2 separate regions of the Sparus aurata genome follow, and region 1 is linked to region 2. A link is a contact called in public Hi-C data. All regions are on one chromosome and are shown on one strand. Each heading gives the region's core, a stretch centred on a gene start, on an enhancer-like site or on the middle of the called end of the contact. The rest is flanking DNA. Distances are from core to core; before and after follow the strand shown.

The links. A called contact is a pair of places that touch in the nucleus more often than the background predicts.
Region 1: a contact with region 2 is called in a Hi-C map of skeletal muscle, with 2.9 times the contacts expected there. The contact joins the promoter of dap1b here to the promoter of LOC115587797 in region 2. A contact is called at or near these places in 2 of 2 Hi-C or Micro-C datasets (skeletal muscle and an unstated tissue).

The regions. Positions count from the first base shown.
Region 1 is chr9:20,472,176-20,476,874 of fSpaAur1.1, forward strand. dap1b (death associated protein 1b) reads right to left here and starts at 2,235. Exons shown (of 4, transcript XM_030429449.1): 1 at 2,042-2,235; 2 at 33-129. The coding sequence starts at 2,111.
Region 2 is chr9:20,328,686-20,333,258 of fSpaAur1.1, forward strand. It overlaps LOC115587797, which reads right to left and starts at 2,005. Exons shown (of 2, transcript XR_003985177.1): 1 at 1-2,005. LOC115587798 (WD repeat, SAM and U-box domain-containing protein 1) reads left to right here. Exons shown (of 12, transcript XM_030427795.1): 11 at 3,110-3,244; 12 at 3,350-3,839. The coding sequence ends at 3,501.

The DNA.
Region 1 (4,699 bases), core at 985-3,484, 140 kb after region 2:
ATGTGTTGTTGATGCACACTGTGTCATCCCACCTCATCTTATCAGACCTCTTGGTCTCCTTCTCTGGGGTCCCATGGGTGGCACTGTCCTCCAAGCCCTTCTTTGCGACCCGTTTGCCTCCAGCCTTCACTGTTGACCCAGAGGGGAGAGAGGTTATCTAGACTGCGGTAGCATGCTGTATGCACCTGTGTTTGGCAGGGATCCAACCCCCTCTGTGTAAAACCCTCTACAAAAACATTCAGCCTATAATCCACAGCAATGGGAAATACCATAAAGATGGTCAAATATGGTGGAGCCTTACTGATGTATTGGCTGACCGATACTGGTGTTGGAGTTTATGTTGCCCGATATGAAAAGTCTGATTATAGAGATTATGCAGAAAAAAGAAGCATAGGATGATTCATAATTCTTTATAGTTAAAGTGAAATATCTTCATCAAGAGTGTTTGATGGCCACATTTGAGGGAAAATGTACATGATGATTTTTATTTTTTTTTTTACTTCCCAATATCTGCATCAACCCTCCCCCCAGAAATCTAGTTGAGTCCGAGTGAAGCGAGTGGCCTACATTTTTAAATAGTTTCCAACCTGTGGGAGTCAGAGGGAAATCTGAGGGGTCACATCGGGATCACAGCTGTAAGAGAACATCTCTGTAGCACAACAACAACAAAAAACAACAACCTTTTTTCTGTTTTTTTGTGACCCCCACTTCAGGCTTCTACAAATTATTAACATGAAAAGGGTAAGCACATGTCTTTGTCATGTTCAAGAATGTAGGAATTTGGGAAAAATCAATATTTAGGATGCGAGCTCAGTTTTGCAACCCTGCCCTGCAATGGCGGCGTACAGGGCCCAGGGGTGATTGATATTAACATGACTAACCAACAGCGCTTATAGCTCGAAGGAGAACAATTGTGGAATGTAGATTGGATCACTGCAACCGCCTAAAGCATGTTCATAACTTCAAAAAATAAATAAATATAAAAGTAAATAAATAACTGCAAATATTTCCTTAAAGGATCAACTAAAAAGGGCTCTACACCGCCTGTGGCTCTCTGACTGCTGACAGCACGCCCCTCTCAGTAGCAGTTAACATGCACCCACACGCCCAACCACCTGACCGCCTCAGCTTATAGTGAAGCTGTTTTTCTCTCAGAGTTTTGTCATTTTTCCACTTTCTTTAGCGTAAATTAATACTTGACATCAAAACTACATGCTGTTTTTTGCTTGTTTTTTTTTTAACTGAATAACATTTTTTTTGTGATTTTTTTTTATTTAAATGTCTGTTATTAAAAGATGCTTTTTTAAAAATGTACTCTCTGGAGAAATCATGTCCATGCTTGAGCCATGGCCCGAGATGCGGGGGTCACATATATAAGACTTGGAAAGTCATAACATGAAAATGGCAGCATATTTTGGCAGCTTCCCCTGCATGCAAGAGTGCAATCTTCACATAAAAAAATAAATAAAATAAAATAAAATAATGAAGTTGCAATACTATGTTTTGTGCACTACAAAATGAGGCCGAGTTGATCCTGACAGGATATTTAATTTGGGGTGAAATTGCCCTCTAAAGCATTTCAGTAAACATGCAAAAAAGGAAGCAGATCTCTTCAAATCAATAAAAGACAGTCGAGTTTCTCTGAATCAATAATAACACAGAAGGAGGAGAGGGTATGGGATGCGTTACAGTGAGGATCCAGCCAGTGGGAACACTGTGTGACTTAGAGCAGTGGGGCCTGCTGGGAAGCAAAAAAACAAAAAAAAACAAAAGCATGTGGGAGGAAATCACGGCTGCAGACGCTCACAGTGATGCAACCATCACACAAACCCACTAAACTAGGTATTTCCCTCGACAAGGCTACAGTGGAGCACCGTGTGCATCAGAACAGGGTTTGAAAAAACAACGTGAGGTGCAGAGGAGTGTCGGTGTACACGGAGCTGTATCTGGGTCGAGCTGTGGAAAACAACAACGCTTGGCTTCGTGTAGTCGAAACAAAAAAAAAAAAAGACGCGAGTAGAAGCGTGCGAGCGGGTTTTACCTGCCGGAGGGTGTCCAGCCTTCAGCAGAGGACTCTCTTTCGGCCCGGACTTGGACAGCTGCTGCACCATTTCTTTTGAAAAGTTTTTCCGCAGATTATAACAGACAAAAAAAGAAAGCACCAAAGTCTCTTCTCTCTCTTGCTCTCGACGCCCACTTTGTTGTTTTTATACTCAAAGCGAGGAGGTGACGTCATGGGCGGCAACAGGAAGCCCGCAGCCATTGGACACGCCCTTTTCTCAGTGGTTTCCCCGCTGTTGATCCCCCGCTAATGTAATGAAACTGAAACGGTGTGTGTCATATCAATCACACGCTCCAGGTTAAGGAAGCAGACGTATCTGTGTGTTTTATTGATCAATTTAAAATAATCTCATCGAGGATTGTTTTTGTTTTTTTTCTCTTACTTTGAAAAGCTCACATGCACAACAGCAATAAGATGACGGTCTGGTGGAGAAAGAGGAACCAGAAGAAAACAACATTTGAATATAAGTTTCGTTTATTAAAGGGGCACAATGTAGTTTAGGAGCGGAAGTTCAAACAAACTCAGAGATAATTTTTTTCCACAACTGAATAAACAAGCTGTTCTCAGAGGAAAATAAGGTCCCCAGAACCCTGTTTGAAGTTATAAAGGTGGCAGGGTCCGCCATGTATAAACAAAGTAAAACAGTATGAAATTGTGTTGTCCCTTAAGGTTTGCTTATTCAGTCATGAAAACTTCTTCCCAAAACTACATTGTGCACTTTTAAGTATAAGATATTAAAGGTCAGTGGGCACAAACAGAGTCTCTGTGGTCCTCGTGTTGCACATGATTCACTGAAATCGGATATTTCTCTTGTTCATGTCATGGATTCACTTATAAAAATTAACATAGAGACGTATATCTGAATCAAAATCCTACAGCTGTACTCCTTCATTTAAGATGTGGAGACTTGGATTAAAGTGGACAGGCTTGTTTGGTTGTTTAAAAGCACACTCCCCTCTACTACAGTTGTTTAGGGAAAGGCTGTAACGCTGTTTTGCTGTGAGGCTCCAGAAATGTTTAGTGGAAAACAAAACTTCCCCTGACTTTTCATTTGCATGAAGGTGAGTAGATAATTACTCTCTTTTCATTTTTGTTTAGAAAAAAATCTTTAAAATACATATAGAAAGAATCATCGAAATAATGTTAAGCTCTGTGGGTCAAACTTAAAAAGTCTCCATTATCAGTGTTTGTGGGAAGGCTTTAAAAGCGTAACTGTGCTCAGTGACGAGCTAACAAGTCTAACAGGTGAGTCAGTAGATGTCAATCAAGCACAAATAAAAACACCATTGGGTGTGTGTGTAAGTCACTTTGTGTGTAGATACCAAAGAGTCCCACCTGGTTTACAACCTGCTTCTACAGTTACAGATGAGCAGTGTTGTAAAAAATGGCTGCAAAAGTCATACCTGAGTAAAAGTATTTTCTGATAATCAGAATTCTTTTATAAATAATAATGATAATAATAACAATAATAATTATCTAAAAAAAAAACTAGCAACTCAACTCAATGTAGTGGAGTAAACAGTTCAAGAGTTTCCTCCAAATTGTAGATTGAAAGTATAACAAAGCAGAAAATGGAAATACTTAAGTACCTCAAAACTTAATACTTGTGCTTAGTTACATTCCATTACTGAAAATAGGAACACAAATCATTTGTGACTCTAGTGCTCTGTTGCTGCTCTGCCAAGCACAGATTCATATCTGTACATGTAACTGTTCTTGTTTTATTCAGTGCTGCGATGTGATAATTCTCTGTCGCAGCTCTCATGGATATTATTTGTGTTTTGTGTCTCAGTAGCGCATGTGTGAGGTTGCACAGTATGTTCTTGTGCAAAGTCAACATGGTAACACATACATTTTCGGTGGTGGAATGTAATAGAGTGGGCTTACATTTCCTTGATTATTTACTGCTACAGATACTATGTTGATTTTACATGCAAAGCATGTAATCATCTTTAGAAATATGTTGCATTGTTGTAGATAAAAGGCCTCACAGACCCTCCCAGGTGTTTTCAGTTGTGTCACTGATGAGACTGGCTCAGTTCAGGGTTGTTCAAAGCTCTGCTGGACTTTTCTGTGAAATCATTAGTGACTTAAAAGAACAATGAAAGTCATGATAGACCTTTTCACAGCAGACATTTTGACTGGCAACAGCAGGAAAAAAAATCACAGGTAGAATTTATAACATGAATGATGGCTGCGTTCCATTTAGGTGAACCGGTTCTAGTGCTCTGCTGTCGTGCACGCTCACTCACTGACAGGGCTTACTGGGACACTTATTGAAGTGGAGCCGTCGTTATTGATGTACTTGGTCACACCTGTGCTTTTCCTGCTTTGACAAGTCAAAATGTCTGCCATGGAAACAGGCAAGGGCCATGCAACAAAACTGATCCTGAAGTCCCCCAAAATAAGTTTTAACTTGTTGCACATTATAAAAATGCTCAAACCTTTCAGGACCTTGAAAGTCAATCATCTAACTCTCTTAAAGGGCCATTTGGATAGTGAGAAATGTCACTTCTGAAAGGCCAGCCAGGAGGGTGTCCAGCCTTCAGCAGAGGACTCTCCTTCGGGCCGGACTTGGACAGCTGCTGCACCATTTCTTTTGAAAAGTTTTTCCGCAGATGATAACAGACAAAAAAA
Region 2 (4,573 bases), core at 755-3,254:
ATCACATACTCATCAGCCAGCCCTGCAGCCTCAGCAGCAGTTGTAACCTTGCGCTCATTAAGATATGTGGCAACCCGACTGGGCAGAGTGTCTTTAAATTGCTCAAGGATGACCAAATTGCACAATCCCTCAAAGTTATCAACACTTGAGGCTACACACCAACGATTGAAATGATTAGTTAGCTCCCTTACAAACTCCATATGTGACTGATTAGCCCTCTTCTCCCATGTCCTAAAACGCTGGCGATACGCCTCTGGGACCAACTCATACGCCTTCAGTACAGCAGCCTTGACTGACTTATATGTGAGGTCACCGCCCAAAGATGCATACGCCTCCTGTGCTTTCCCTGTCAACACGCACTGCAGCAGCAATGTTTGGTCAGAATCTGACCAGCCTCTTGCCTCTGCCAGCCGCTCAAACAAAGAAAAAAACACATCCGGATCTTTTTCGTTGAATTTAGGCAGGAGACGCAGACTACTCACCATGTCAGGGGACTTTGATGGTGAAGATGAACCATCCCCCCCTTGCAAAACCTCTCCAGACAGTTTACCCTCTTTGACTAACCCCAGCCTAGTAGCCTGCAAGTCTATCTTCGCCTGCTCTGTCTCACGCCGCAAGCGTTCAATTGCAACTTGCTTCTCAAACTCCAACCTTTGCCTTTCCATCTCCATCTTTTGTTTGTCCTTCTCATGAGCTAGCTGTAACAACAGCAATTCTTTTTGCTGCTCAAATGTTAAATTACCTGATGGAACCTTAAAGGACTGTACTGCCTGTGGCTCACCAGACTCTCCCCGTTTAACCACCAGCACCCCTTTACCAATCAACTGCATCTTCACCAGAGACTTAACATTACCTTTACGTTTATCACTTAGGCCACTCAAAACAATGTCATAACTCTCAGCAACTTTCAACAGCTGATCTTTAGTACAACCATCCAAAAACTCCTCACACGGCGAAGCAACAAAATCCTCTATACCTGCCATAGTGAGCTACAAATACACCAGGCCCAAAAGACAAAACAATGCAACTGGCAGAAGAAAACAACCAAACAGTGATTCAAAGGTCATCCAATGTAACAAAAAGACATTACAAATGTCCCTGAGACTAATGTGAAGTCCCCCTCTAACTAAACTGCCTATCCAAAACTAATCTAACTCACTATGCCTAGTCTTCATGCAGATTAGCGGTGGGTTATTTAAACACTCAAACCAACAACCGAGTTAAGTCCCCAGCACGCTGGTTACTCACCTACTGGTTGTGGATGTGTCCCCGAGACCACTGCTCCAACCGCACACCACACAAAAATAACAAACTAAAACAAAAAAAACCAATGAGCCAAAATGGACCACATTGCTCAACCTAACCAGGGAAACTCCACAAAAGCCAAGATCTATTACACTAGAAGACCATGCAATCACAGCTGACAGTCCACACCTGCCCACTCAGGCCAACACCTGAGGCTGCAGGACAAAAAGACTCCCCAAACTGAAACAACAATCAAACCAAACCAAACAACCAAATCAAAAATGCATCTCCCAAACGCAAAAACAAAAAAACAAACAAAACCCTACCTCAAAAGGGCCACCAATCACCGGCCTCCAACAAAGCAAAGTAAAACAGGACGAGCCCCCACTTGTCACAAACCGGGCCGCACGGCCATGACAAAGCAAGGAGATGCACACGTGAAACAATTAACTAATTATTTATTGAAGACAAAGTAACTTAAAAAGTAACCTAAACTAATCATGGCATGTGTAGTCAGTGGAATCAGTGGTGTAGGTGAATGCATGAGTGGAGAAGTGTGTGTGTATGTGTAATGCTGTAAGAAGGATGTACAGAAACCAAAATGCCAAACAAAAGCTGAACAAGGTGTCTCTGGGAGGAGAGCAAAAAAGGACTGAGCTCCAGGAGAGAGATAAAGGCACCCAGACTCTCACAGCCCAGGTGGTGCCAATGCTGCTGACGACCCTGCTGATGTCAGAGGGAGAGAGAGAGCAGGGAGGGTCGTCACAGAGTTGAAAGTTTATATATTTTGGACATCCACAGCGACCACATAACTGAATATACAGTATGAACAGTTAATTGAGTTAATAAAATGTTTTGTTTTGTTTAAAAATCCATATATTAACTTTATTTTCAGTGTCAGGTAAAATGTTTCTGGGGTTTCTGGGCAATGAGAAGTCATGACTGCTGTTGTCAGTCTGACCAACATCACAGCAGCTAAATAAATACATAATTACCTAGGCCCTATAGTCCCCAGCCCTGTATCACAACGTTTTAATCCACATTAAGTAGAAGTCCGTTGACTAGATTTTCATGTAATCTCGCTGACAAACCTACCAACAACCAAACGGATACGGGTGAAAACAAGACATTCTTGGCGGAAGTAACAAATAAAATAGATACATGTTGGAAAAAACACACTTCTACCTGTCTGTCTTCAGGTTGAAACCAGTAGACAATTTATACCTGGCTAGGAATAGTGTGACAGGGAGGGATTACCTCAGCGCGTCTTTAACAATACATTTGCCACTTCGAGTGGAGAATCCAGACCACAGAACGTCACTGCAGCGGCTCTCGCTCACTGTATCTTCATCTGACCTGCACCTCCGCAGCACCGACACCTCCCTGATCATGTGTGGCAGTAAAGGTCCTCCCTCTACTGTCGCTGGTGGCGAAAAGTTCCAAGTCAAAGGTTTTTTTCTTCTCTTTCGAGTGTTAGAATGAGCGACTCTGAGCTACAGCCCACACAAAGACACCTTGCCCGAGTTGTGAAGCCACCGTGACACAGTCGGGCGCGTCTGGTTCTTTTGTGTGTTGGCACAGATTGATCGAGCCGAGGTCCAGATTTACTGCTGTGTTTGTTTAATCTGAGAGACCCCCCGAGAGGGACAGAGCCAGTCTGTCGTCTTGCTGATTGATCTTCACACAAGTACATTAGTGGAATAAGTTGGTTTCTGTGAAGTCTTTGATGATAAATGAATGGTTTAATGTTGGATACAAACAATCTCTGCCTCACTGCTTCTTAACTCAAAAGACATCACACTGTGTGTGATGCGATTTGGCCGTTGTACTGAACAGAATGCCGAGCAGTGTGTTTGTTTCTCAGAGTCTGTCGGGCTCCGCGGTCGTCTCACAAGGAAAGTTGAGTCCCTGAAGGCAGAGCAGAGCGGTTCAGAGGCCCCGGATGAGTTCCTGTGTCCAATCACCAGAGAGCTGATGAGGGATCCAGTCATCGCCGCAGGTTAGACGAAAGATGCTGAAAAGCGCTCACTTCATTCTGTACAGCTCTGTTCCTCCAACACTGAGACATCATCATCTCGTATTAAATGTCATGTCTGCTCCACAGATGGGTATTCCTACGAGCGAGACTCGATCGAGAGCTGGATTAGGGGCAAGAACAAAACCAGCCCCATGACGAACCTGCCCCTCCAGACCACGCTGCTCACGCCCAACAGATCTCTGAAGTCGGCGATCGAGCGGTGGAAGTCGAGCCAGTAGACGGCAGCTCGTTTTTAGATTGCTTGCCAGAATCCAGATTAACAGGTACTTCATCATTAAACAGGAACCAGCTCATCAGATAACAAGTGCTCTTATTATCATCAATCGAAAAGAAGTAATTATGATTAATAGAGTTCTGCTCAGAGGATGAGTCAGAATGATCAGAAGAATGATCATGAGGTCGCAGATAAGCTAACGGATGTGTGGCAAAATACCTGCATGCAAGCCAGTTGTCAGATGTACAACTATGTATTTGAAGAGAATCTCTCTGAAAGCAACACAATGTCATTTTTCTTCCTAACCACAAATAAAAAGTTCAGTTCTTAAGCAACAAAATGCACCATTGTTCAATACTCTTGAGTAGCTGATGATGGCAAGCGCAAAAATAGATATTGCTGCACATTACGTGGTTATCTTACTGAGTCATAACTGTAGTGTGTGTGCTACTGTTAGCCTACGTTTTAGCCTCGATCATCTTTTAATGCTAAAAGTGGTTCAGCAAAAAGTCACATAAGCTCTCTTTAACAATGGGGATAAAGTTAGATGATGTAACTTTTTAAAGAGGAGGTAACACATTATTTCTCTCACAAATGAAATGGTGTAATATGTAAGAATGTTGAATTCTGTTGAATTAATTCTGCCCTCCCAAAAAAGGGGCAGCATATCACCAGAGTAACTGCTAATTGCTGCTGACTATATTCTGTTCCATCACAGCAGTAACTATTCGCTTGTTAGCTGAGTTAGCAGTGCAGCCATCTGGAATACCGGGGTGGTGTTGGTGTTTACACTGCTTGCACAGGAGCTATGGACAGAGTTATTTTGAGGCTTTTATCACTTTTATTGCAAATAAACACATCGTAACCTAGCCACAAATTTAAGTTCATCTCAATGTTCATTTGGGATAAAAACCTTAAAATAATCATAGAATGCTAAAATATGCGCAGCAGTAGCGACAGAAGAGAATAGTCATCATTAAAGGGATAGTTCGGATTTTTTGAAGTGGGGTCATATAAAGTACATATTTATAGTTGATCTGTTCCCTACCATAATCACCGATCAGCGCAGCCTCAGT